Regions from separate parts of the Anas platyrhynchos genome. Here region 1 is linked to region 2. Evidence: chromatin contacts called from public Hi-C data. All regions are on one chromosome and are shown on one strand. Each heading gives the region's core, a stretch centred on a gene start, on an enhancer-like site or on the middle of the called end of the contact. The rest is flanking DNA. Distances are from core to core; before and after follow the strand shown.

Region 1 (5,476 bases), core at 1,144-3,643, 140 kb after region 2:
TTACAAGCTTGAATGTGTAGAAGTTTTAAATATATCTGAACATATGTCATGGTTTATATATTATCTACTAAATAAAGATACAGTACTAGAATTCAGTGCCTGTAGTTTACAAATATACATACCAACAAAAGAAAGACATGTAAAGATTTAGAAAGCCACATGCATCTTTTCTAATTCAAGATTAGGCAGGCATCTTCCCCAACATGCAGGAATACGCTGAGACAGAGGACAAGTATACTGTAGGAAAGCAGTATTTTCTTGAAGTGCTACCTAGAACAAACAATGCTAGTATTAGATTTAAAGAATGTATTTTTGTATCAGTGTTTTTCCTTATTGTTACAAGACTTTTTTATTAAAACATTACACTCAAGGGACAACAAATTATTCCTACTAAACTTCATTGGCTAGAACAGAATTGTATCAAAGACAGAACCAGTGCACGTGATTCTAACACAATACCATTGCCAAATAATTACTACACAGCAGGAGCTACCTTTTCAGAGAAACTACTACACCCAAGCCAGAGCTGAATTTAATTTATCTGCAACTGAGTACTGACACTGCATAATGCTCTTACTTGAACATTTTTTTTAAATGGACTGCACACTTAAGCATCATAAGTTCATACCTGATTTCAGAGCAATAAAACAAAGCAAAGACAAAGTTTAGTATTTAAAATCTTTTTTTTTTTTTTACCGTATCCTTGCTGTCCATATGCTAATGATGGAGGAATGATCACTTTCCGTTTTTCTCCAGGACACATATTCATCATAGCGATATCTAAACCTTTTATGACTTGTCCAACACCCAGAACGAACCATTTTGGATGACCTTCATTTTGCGTCCGACTATTAAAACAATTGTGAGTGGATAACAATTAATTTAGCATTTGTATTTTTTAAATGACTTTAAATTAGCAGTTGGTAAAAGCATGCATTAAATTATTTAAACGCAAGAACATTTAGAATGCAAGAATATCCTAAGTATTAACGCTATTTTTCTGCTACACTCACAATTTATTTAAGGTCAAATCTTGATATGTGTAAATGGTAACCTCCATTTGAAATCACAGGACATGTAAAAAACTAACTTCTTACTAAAACCATTCAATCCTCCTGATGAGATAGGCTGCATGCAAAGTGTTACTTCAGGAAGTCTGTGAGAGGAGAGTTGGGATGAATTCACTGCTGTGAACTGAGAACAACTTCAGCTGCTCACGATGGGATGGGATGGGATGGGATGGGATGGGACGGGACGGAGCACGCTACTGAGTGTTGGGGGAATGTGGAAACCTTGGCTACAGTGCTGTGTGCTCACCCGCTGCTCTGTTCACTTACAGCAGTGTCTGAGCCAGCTTCCGCTCAAAGGCGTCCCTCCTATGGGAGCTACACTGAGCTGTGAATGAGCAGCTCAAAAGTCAAAGGGCAGCACTAAATGTGTCAAAATTAGACACTCCAACAGGAAAAAAGTGTCAGTAAAATGGCAGTTAAATGTAGCATTATCCTCTATGGATTTTTTCTTAAATAATGCAAGGGAGGGGATGAATCAAGGTTGGGTAATAAACTAGGCCCATCAATGCCAGCCAGATCTGTGATATATGGGCAAGCAACGAGCCTGATGCAGGAGGACTTCCCCTCTGCAGCTCTGCACAGCGAGTCCTGCCACTCTCGGCAGGATGCACCAACAAGAAAAGCAAGGCACTGTTAAAACTAAGACTAAAAATAAAACGAAGCTTTTGCACAACGGCTTCAGCAAAACGCGCAGAGGCAGCCTGCTGAGGGATGGACGGGACGTGCACGCTCAAACAGCAAGATGGGTGCGAGGAGGAGAGCCCGACAGCCGCCATGCCAACCAGGCAGAAGCCTGCACTGACATTTCTGTCCAAAACGACTTATTTCCAGCAAACCGCCACGCGCTGGTTTCAGAAATCCTTCAGCGCTCAGCTTAGGGGTAAAAAATAGAAAATAAAAAAGGCTTTGTGGGGCGGGGGGGGGGGGGTTAGGGAGGGTATTAATGTCAGCAGACGCTGCCCCAGCTGCCCCGCCGCCCACCTGCAGTAGAACTTGGAGCCGTCGCTGGCCAGGAAGCCGTCGTAGTGCGCGTTCAGCAGGTCCCCCTTCTTGCTCTTGGGGCTGCAGCTCTCGGGGAGGTGCAGCACCTCTATTTTAACCTCCTCCGCCGCCGCCGCGACGCCCTCGGCCCGCGCCGGGGCCGGGGCCATGGCGAGGAGGCGCAGCAGCAGGATGGGGACCAGGATCATGTCGCGGCCCATCTCGCTCCGCGCAGGCCGCCGGCGTGGCACTGCTGCAGCAGGGCCGGCTGGCTGTGGGCGGGCCGGGCCGGCTCCCGGGGCCGGCCCCAGGAAGCGAGGGGGACGGCTGGGAGCGCCCGGGGGGGGGCGCGCATGGGAGGCGCGGAGCGCCCCGCCGGCCGGGTGGCGCCGCCGGGGCCGCCGCCGTGCCGGGGCTGGGTTGAACCGAGCCGGGCCGAGCCGGGCCGGGCCGGGCCGGGCCGGGCCGAGCGGCTCCGCCTCCGCGCAGGGAGCAGCGGCGGGAACGGGAGGGGAGCGCCCATCCCCGCAGCGGCGGCGGCGGCGGCGGCCGCGCTTTCCCCGCGGCGGCGCAGGAGGATGCGGGGCGGCGCGGGGCTGTGAGCGATGGAGGGGGCCCTGTACAAGTGGACCAACTACCTGGCGGGTAGGCGCCGCGGCCGGGGCCGGGGCCGGGCCGGGGCCGGGGCCGGGGGCGGCTCGGGGCGGCCGGGCCTGCGGCGCGGCGGAGCCTGCGTGAGGGGCGCCGGGCTCCGGGCAGCCGGGGCCGGCGGGGGCTGCGGGCTGCGGGCTGACAGCCGGGTCGGGGGCTCTGCCGGGCGGCCCGCGGGCGGCCGCTGCCCCGTGCGGCTCGTTGCGGCTGTCGCATCCTTCCCCTCCATCTTATGCTTGCGGCGCGCAGCCCGGCCGGTGTCCCCACGTGCGGCTGAGGCGTCAGGCAGGGCTCGGTCTTTAAATATTGGGTGCTAAAGGCTTGCCGAGCCTGGGTTCTCTTGGTTCGGCCTGGGATGGTCGTTTTTTGGACTTTCTGCGACTGTATCCTAACCTGTGAAATACGCAAACAAAGTTTGGTTCTGGAGGACACGTTCTGGGTAAATGTGTTTTGTGAAGTGCTGTGGGCAGAAGCGCACTAAAGGCCTGCGTTTGCTGTCAGAAGTGTTTGGTTCTCCCTCTGTCATAGCAGAGCCGTCACCTCCCCCCGGAGACAGCAGTGGACAGGCTGTACTTCCAAGGGGAAGAAGATTCCTCTTTGATGCTGTACTTGTGGCTGTAGAGCAGATCAGAGCCGGATCACATACTGTGCCTCACCAGGCCTCTTCGGTGGTTTTGGCAGTCCGTCCGTGCCTTCTTTGCCCTCTTGGTCTTCGTCTGCGCTGTTTTTTTAAGTTTGGTGAATTCAGGTGTTGAATGCGGAGTGGTGTAAAACTCAGTTCTGAGCATTTATAAAGTGCAGGCCTCACACTAGAAGGATTGTGTGCTTGCTTGGAATTGAAATGTACGTAGTTTTGTATTTTTCAGAGGAAATCCACATCCAGGTATACTGGCCTTCCAGTGAAAGGATTCCATTCTTGTGCTGGAATTAAATAGCTGTTAGATTAGATGTTTTGGTCACTTCACAGTGAATGCGGGGAAATAACATAGTGGAAAAAAAAGTGGCTAAGTATGAAAATGACTGCAAATTTCTTTTCAAAATAGAATGGTGTTTTTCACTTCCATTTTTTTGTGACCAGAAGTGCTTCAGTGAAAGGTAAAAGGTCATGGGTAATGAACCTTTGTGGTGTTTGGTAAAAACTTATATGCAGCTAACTTCTACTAAAAGTCAGCAGCCCTCCAATATACTGAACTGCAGAGCCCTTCCTTCCATGTGTGTTGCCCAGCTGACAGCATCTGCTCCAGTTGCATTTGGAAATTATAGTGTCAGAAATACCCAAGAACTTTCTGAATATGAGGGAAACTTTTTTTTTTTTTAAAAAAAAGCATATCAGTGAATTTTTTTAAAGTTGTTATCAACTTTCTTGTTACTCTCGTACATGTTTTTGTAGCCAAAAATAGGCTGTGGTATTTGTGGTACTATTTACAGTAGAAGCCAAGCAGCAAAGGAGCTTGTTATTGTTGCTTGTGGAAAACATTATTTAGTTTCCTCCTTCTTACTTAAATAATAGATGTTCATCTAAGGACTTGTGAAGGAATTTATTAAATATTTTGTTGAACACAGGAAACCCTATTTGCCCAAATTCAAGTAAGAAGTGGCTTTATTCTTTTACTTGCTTCTGTGAGGCACCGAGGTCTTTTAAATCCCTTGTGGATGTTTTTTTTCAAAGCTAGCATAATATGAGGCTGAATTAATCATCCACATAGGGTCCCTTTTTATCAGAATAACCCTGTTTAGAAAGGCATTGACATGGGCATGCACTTAGGAGATAAGGACAGTGCAGAGTCAATGTTTTGCAACACAACATAGCTTAAAATAAACATGAGCACGTTTCTGAGCTGCCTTTTACACGACGGTGTCTTCCATACAGTCATTTTATGGCAGTTTGCATATTACTTTATTGTAAGTTGTACATATAACTTAAAATCTTTCCCATGGGAACTGGGGTTCCTTGGTGTTTTTACTTTTTTTTTTTCTTTTTTTTTTTTTTTGTGAGAATGTGGATCTACTTATTAATTACTCATCTGCATTTTGAATGATAAAGATGTTTACCATTATAGCTAAAAAATAATATATAATAATAATTAAAAAAATAAAGTTATGCATTATAATTTCCTTATCCTGGAACTCTGACATGATGTGATGTGGTCTGGTCCTGCACTTTCTGAATTAGTGTTAAAATTGGTAATGACTGCACGTGAGCAGTGTGAAGCCTCTAGTGGATGCCTGAGGAAGCCTCCGGTGTTAGAGCGCGGTGCTGCTGGGTGGCTGCTGCTTGCTCTCTCGGGATGACAGGATGGTGAACACCGCGGACCACACTGTCATATCGCCAGATGTGTCGAGTTCTTGGCTGCACAGCTACTGCTGTTCTGAGCCATAAGCCAAGCAGGAAAGTATACACTTGGTCTCCAGTTGTAAAATAGAGGGAGAGTCTGCTCCCATCGTCTAGCTGACCCAGGCTGTAATAGGCCTGAGCGCTTGCTATCTTCTACTGGAATGTTTTAGTTCTAGGTTGTTTTTAGAAACCAAGGTGCTTTGCTAGGCAAAAACATTAATATCTGGTAGTATTAAAAAATAGAGTACCCATCCACTGAGTGTTAAGCTTTATGAAATAGCTGTAAAATAAATTAAGAGATAAATGATTGTCAAGGCCCTCTCTAATTAAAATAAATCAGCATTTCTACTTGGTGTAATGCTGCATAGAGCTCTCAAAGAGAGTTGCATGTGCATGTGTAAGCTGCTCTCTTTTGTAGACATAATGAAGTCAGAGATCA
Region 2 (5,306 bases), core at 128-2,627:
TCTGGACCTTTAGAAAGCTATTTGAGATCTAGATAAAGAACAGAACTATTTAAGAACCAGCACGGTCCGGTCCGTATCACAGGAGACCCTTCCTTTCCTCATTTTTCTAGAATAGTTACCGATGATAACCATGCTGTGCATTAGAATCGCTGAAGTGCAAACAAAAGCAGTTTTCCTCATCCATTCATAAAACAGCAGCTAGAATTCACTTGATAGAACTGCTGGTGGTGAACAGGCACTGATTATCTAGAAACACTGAAGTGTTTTATTTTAGGTTGGTTGTGTTTTTCTTCCGCATGCAGTCTGCAGGGTTGACTAGCAGATAAAGCAGTGCTTCAGCACGCAGTGTGAACCAGCCAGGAACTGGCATAGTTAAGGAAACAACACAGAATTCCACAGCCTGTTTGCAGAAGTTTTTCACATAACCAGGGGAAAAAAAAAAAAAAAAAAAAAAAGGCTGTGTTTTTACTCATAAAAAGTCAAATTGCATCAGCCACATAGGCCAGGGTGAGCAGTTACACTGGATCCAAACTCCACGTCCAAACTCCACGTCACTCGAAGCGAGGCCGCGCCAGGGAGGGCAGAAGCCTCAGTGGGACAACAGCACAGCACAGAACTAGCCACAGCCAGCCACAGGATCGTGCTTCCCTACTTCAGTTACTATGCACGAATCACCCTTTAAAAAAATAAAAATAAATTCGATGTACAATTAGAAAGGGAAGTGCCCAGTGCGCTATTACAGCCCATGGACTGTGCTTCTTCTAGTGCCTTATCAAGAATGAGGAAGAAAATTTTTTCATTATCCCCAAACAGGTTTTTAAGTTATCCCCAAACAGGTTTTCAACTTGAAACTTCAGAAAAAATAAAAAAGAAGAGTTGTGCTCAGGCCGCGTCCCTTCAGAGACCCCCTCTTACTCTGTCGCCTGCCAGCCGCCCAGCGCCCAAGGGCCGCAGGCCGCCCCCGGCAGCCGCCTCTCCCGCTTGTTCTGGCGGGAGCGGGCAGGGGTGGGCGTCGCGCGATATGGCAACGGTCCCAACGCTCCCAACGGTCCCAACGGCAGGGCTGGGGCTGCCCCCGGGCTCCGCAGCAGGCAGCAGCAGGCTGGGGCCGGCCGGCAGCCGGAGGCCCCGTGTGCGGCAAGGCAGAGGGCTGGGAGCCGCCAGCAAATGGCGTCCTCGGGTCACTGCCACGACCTGGTGGACGCTGAAACTGACCATGAGCCAGTGCCCTGGCTGTGGAGAAAGTGGATGGCACCTTGGGCTGCGCTGGGAGAAGGGTGACTGCAGGACGAGGGAGGGGTCCTGCCTCGGAGCGCCTGCACTGCTGCGCCCAGGTCGGGGCTCCCCGGGGAGCGGGAGACATGGAGCGGCTGGAGGGAGTCCGGGAAGGGCTACGGAGATGGTTATGGGACAGGGGCACGTCTGAGAGCAGCTGGGGCTGATCAGCCTGGAGAAGGCTGCCTCGGGACTTTTATATGTATTATATATAATATAATATAAATAAATATATATATATATATATTATTTAATGTAATATATATATTTGATATCATATATTTATATTTTTTTTACTTTATATATATTATGTGTTATAAATTCGCTCAGTCCTAAAATAGGATTATAATCAAAGTTTACAATTTATTAAAAGAATAGAGGTAAGCAAACAGCGCAGGGTGCGTCGCGAGTCTCCGCTCCACCTAGACACACACCAGTTACCTCAAGTAGCTGATTTTTATGCTCCTAGGCTAATACATATTCATTACTACTTTTTTAAAAAAACGGGTTATTATAATTAGCTTCTGGGATCCAAACCCTCCTACTGGAGCATGCTCATCAGTCTCTGGTGGTCCCCCTAGGGGTCTCTGGGGGTCTTTCATGCTGAAGGCTCGTAGTCTTCCTCTCATTTTTTTTTTTCTTGTCCTTCCCCTTTGTACTCCTTGGCAGCATGTCAAAAGCTTACACAGCGTCCCCTGCAAGTTTTGTCTTCCAGCCGTCCTTCAGCTTCTTTCTTTCTTCTCCTTAATCTCCTGGCCACCTGGCCAGATATCAGGGGCTTGCATAGTGTCCCATTCAGAAGCCGTAACAGTTACTAGTTGTTAGCAGTTGTTCTGAAACCCCCAGACATCAGAGACTTCAAAGAAAGAACATACAAATACAAATAGCTCTCTATTGACACTTCAGGTGTTGTTAAAACATTCCTCACAGGCCATTCACAGGGACACTCCAGTCACATCTATAGCAGTGCTAAATCAACCACAAAGGCAAAAAGGCTGCAACTGTTAGGAATAAGAGTTCGGAATAACAAAAGCAAAATAGGCTCATGGATTTGAGGAATATTTCTGAAGATTTGATAATTTGACTATAATGAGGGGGAGACTGGGACACTGGGAGGAAAGGGAAGAAACCACATCTGTGGAAGAATTAAATTGCCAGTGCAGGACCCAGAGACAGACAGAACTGCTCTCTATTGCCACGAATTGTTAAAATATGCCTTTGCAAGGTACAAGAACTATATACATTAACCATTCTGTTTTTCTTAGACTTGTGGTTATACAAGGGTAAGAGAGAAGGTCACATTCATCATACCATGCGGCCCTAGCACCGTTCCATACTGACACGAATCAGATGAACACATTTCACATTATTTATATATATAAATAATATATATCATAGTATATATGCATTATATATATATATGTATATATTATATAAAAAATCATTTATATATATTATATATAAACTAAATATATATTTATATTTATTTTATGCATATTATTTTTATATATAAATACATTATATATATATAATATATATATATAATATATATACATTATATATATAAAATATATATATATATGTGTGTGTATATATATATATATACACATATATATATATACACACATACATACATACATATATATACATATACATATATATATATGTATGTATGTATGTGTGTATATATATATATGTATGTATGTATGTGTATATATATATATGTCTGAAGGGAAGGTGCCGAGGAGCCAGGCCCTTTTCCATGGCGCCCTGTGACAGGACAAGGGGCAGACACCACAGGCTCGGGTGACCGAGCGCTGGCACGGGCAGCCCGCAGAGGCTGCGGAGCCTCCTCCCTCCTTGGAGACGCTTCAAAGCTGTCGCGATGGCGGCCAGCCTGCCCTAGGCGGCCCGCCTGGACCAGGGCCGCGCACTGTGCCCCCGCAGGCTCCCGCCGACCCCCGCCCCGCGGCGCTGTGCCGCTGTGACACCGCCCCTGCGGCAGCGCCCCCCGGCCGGTGCCGGTGTCGGGGCGGTGCGGGGCGCCGAGCTCCGCCCGCCGGCGGCGGGGCCTGTGCGCCGAGTGGTTCGGGGAGGCGGGCGGAGGACATGTTGTCTCCGCGGCGGAAAGGGCGCTGCGGCCGTTCCCCGCCGGCCCCCGAGAAGCGAGCCCCGGCGGCCCGGGAGCCCGGCGGCGGCGGCGGCGGCGGCGGCGGCGGCGGCGGCCACGCCATGGAGGAGAGCGGCGGCTTTCGGCTGTCGGCCGAGTGCCTGGACGAGCCGCCCAACAGCCGCGTGTTCGTGGTGCTGGGCAAGGACGCCGGGGAGGCGCTGATCCGGGAGCGCTTCTCCCCGTTCGGGGACATCCAGAACATATGGCTGCTGCGGGACAAGCGCACCAACGAGTCCCGCGGCATCGCCTTCATCAAGTTCGCCCGCAGCTCGCAGGCCTGCCGGGCCATGGAGGAGATGCACGGCCGCAGCCTGGTCCCCGACACCAAGCCCATCAAGGTACCGCGCCTCCTCCCCCTCCCTGTTGGCATCGGGGCTGCAGCAGCCACCGCTTCCCTTGCCCGGCCGCCCCCGGCCGCCCTCCCTCCCTCCCTTCCCAGCACGGCGGCAGGAGGGCGGCAGGCCTCAGCCGCCGGGCCCGGGCTTGCCGGCTTCGAGGAGCGGTGGCCTCCACGTACAGAGGTGAAGCCGCCCCGTGGGGCCGCCTGAGGCGGGGGCCGGCCGGGAGCAGCCCCCCCAGCGCCCTCTGCTCTCCTTGTGGGGAAGCGGGCAGCCAGGTGCGAGAGCGAAGCGCCGCTGGGAGCTTAAACCAGGGAGCTTTTAATCGTAGGCACTGGTTTTATTGAAACTTTTTTGTTTGTTTGTTTTTGATCAGTGGCTGGTAGGTTTCAGTCTCTCGAACTGTTTTCATAGTCCCCAGATAAACATAGAATCAGAATGGCTTGGGTTGGAAGGGACCTTAAAGACCCCCTGCCATGGGCACGGGTGTTTCCTACTAGATCATTTTATCCAGGGCCTCATCCATTCTGATCTTGAACGCCTCCAGGTGAACTGCAGGAGCAAAGTTTAACTAATTATTTTTTGTCGTTTTTAAGACTGGTATACCAGGGCTGGCCTGTTGCAGAGATGCATTTGTTGCTACCTCAGATACCCCCTGTATCATTGATAGTGCTGGACAGAGTTTTGCTTTTCCTGACTGTTCTTTGGTATCTCAAGTCAGAACTTCTACTGGCCACTGTCATGCTTGAGAAACCAGTGTGGGTGTACCATAGTTGTAGGTCTCTTGTTGCAGGTGCATCTATGATCAGAGATGTCCTTGTTCACATTAGGAAAGCTGCATCATGTGAAAGATAAATATAAAGATTTGTTTTAAAAACAAACTTGATATGTTACTAAGCCCTTTTTTTCCATTAATTAATGTTTATGTAATTTTCTTGTTAGGTATTTATTGCACAGTCAAGGGCTTCTGGAAGCCACCGAGATGTTGAAGATGAGGAGCTTACACGTATCTTTGTTATGATACCAAAGTCCTATACAGAGGAAGATCTGAGAGAGAAGTTTAAGGTACTAATTTGCTACTATTAGAAAATAATTAGTTAAAAAAAATAAAATAAAAAATATTAGTTATTATTTTAAACTAGCTTTTTTTCTTAATTTATCAGAAGGGCTTTTTCAATTTGTTCTAATTAATGCACTTTTTATTTGTTCTAGACGTATGGAGACATTGAATATTGCAGCATTATTAAAAACAAGACTACTGGAGAAAGTAAAGGGTTGGGCTATGTGAGATACTTAAAACCATCACAAGCTGCCCGAGCAATTGAAGAGTGTGATCGAAGTAAGAATCTTACTGAATTCTTTAAAGTTTCTCACAATGAGTGTGTACCATCATTTGTATACCTTTTAATTTTCAGTGTTGTTTGCAGGCAAATTATTTTGCAAGTAAAAATAATATTACTGTTGTTCACCTGATTACATTCTTGCATTACCAAACTTTGTAAGTAAGATCAGTGAAAAGA

What was found. A called contact is a pair of places that touch in the nucleus more often than the background predicts.
Region 1: a contact with region 2 is called in a Hi-C map of liver, with 4 times the contacts expected there. The contact joins the promoter of PLEKHA3 here to the promoter of LOC101803952 in region 2. A contact is called at or near these places in 2 of 8 Hi-C or Micro-C datasets (F1 follicle and liver).

The regions. Positions count from the first base shown.
Region 1 is chr7:24,133,586-24,139,061 of IASCAAS_PekinDuck_T2T, forward strand. PLEKHA3 (pleckstrin homology domain containing A3) reads left to right here and starts at 2,394. Exons shown (of 8, transcript XM_027462065.3): 1 at 2,394-2,696. The coding sequence starts at 2,657. It overlaps FKBP7 (FKBP prolyl isomerase 7), which reads right to left and starts at 2,353. Exons shown (of 4, transcript XM_027462068.3): 1 at 2,052-2,353; 2 at 697-848. The coding sequence starts at 2,272.
Region 2 is chr7:23,990,404-23,995,709 of IASCAAS_PekinDuck_T2T, forward strand. It overlaps LOC101803952 (cytochrome c, somatic), which reads right to left and starts at 1,378. Exons shown (of 3, transcript XM_072041022.1): 1 at 1,216-1,378. The coding sequence starts at 1,363. It overlaps RBM45 (RNA binding motif protein 45), which reads left to right and starts at 3,291. Exons shown (of 10, transcript XM_038182104.2): 1 at 3,291-3,786; 2 at 4,729-4,851; 3 at 4,999-5,125. The coding sequence starts at 3,385.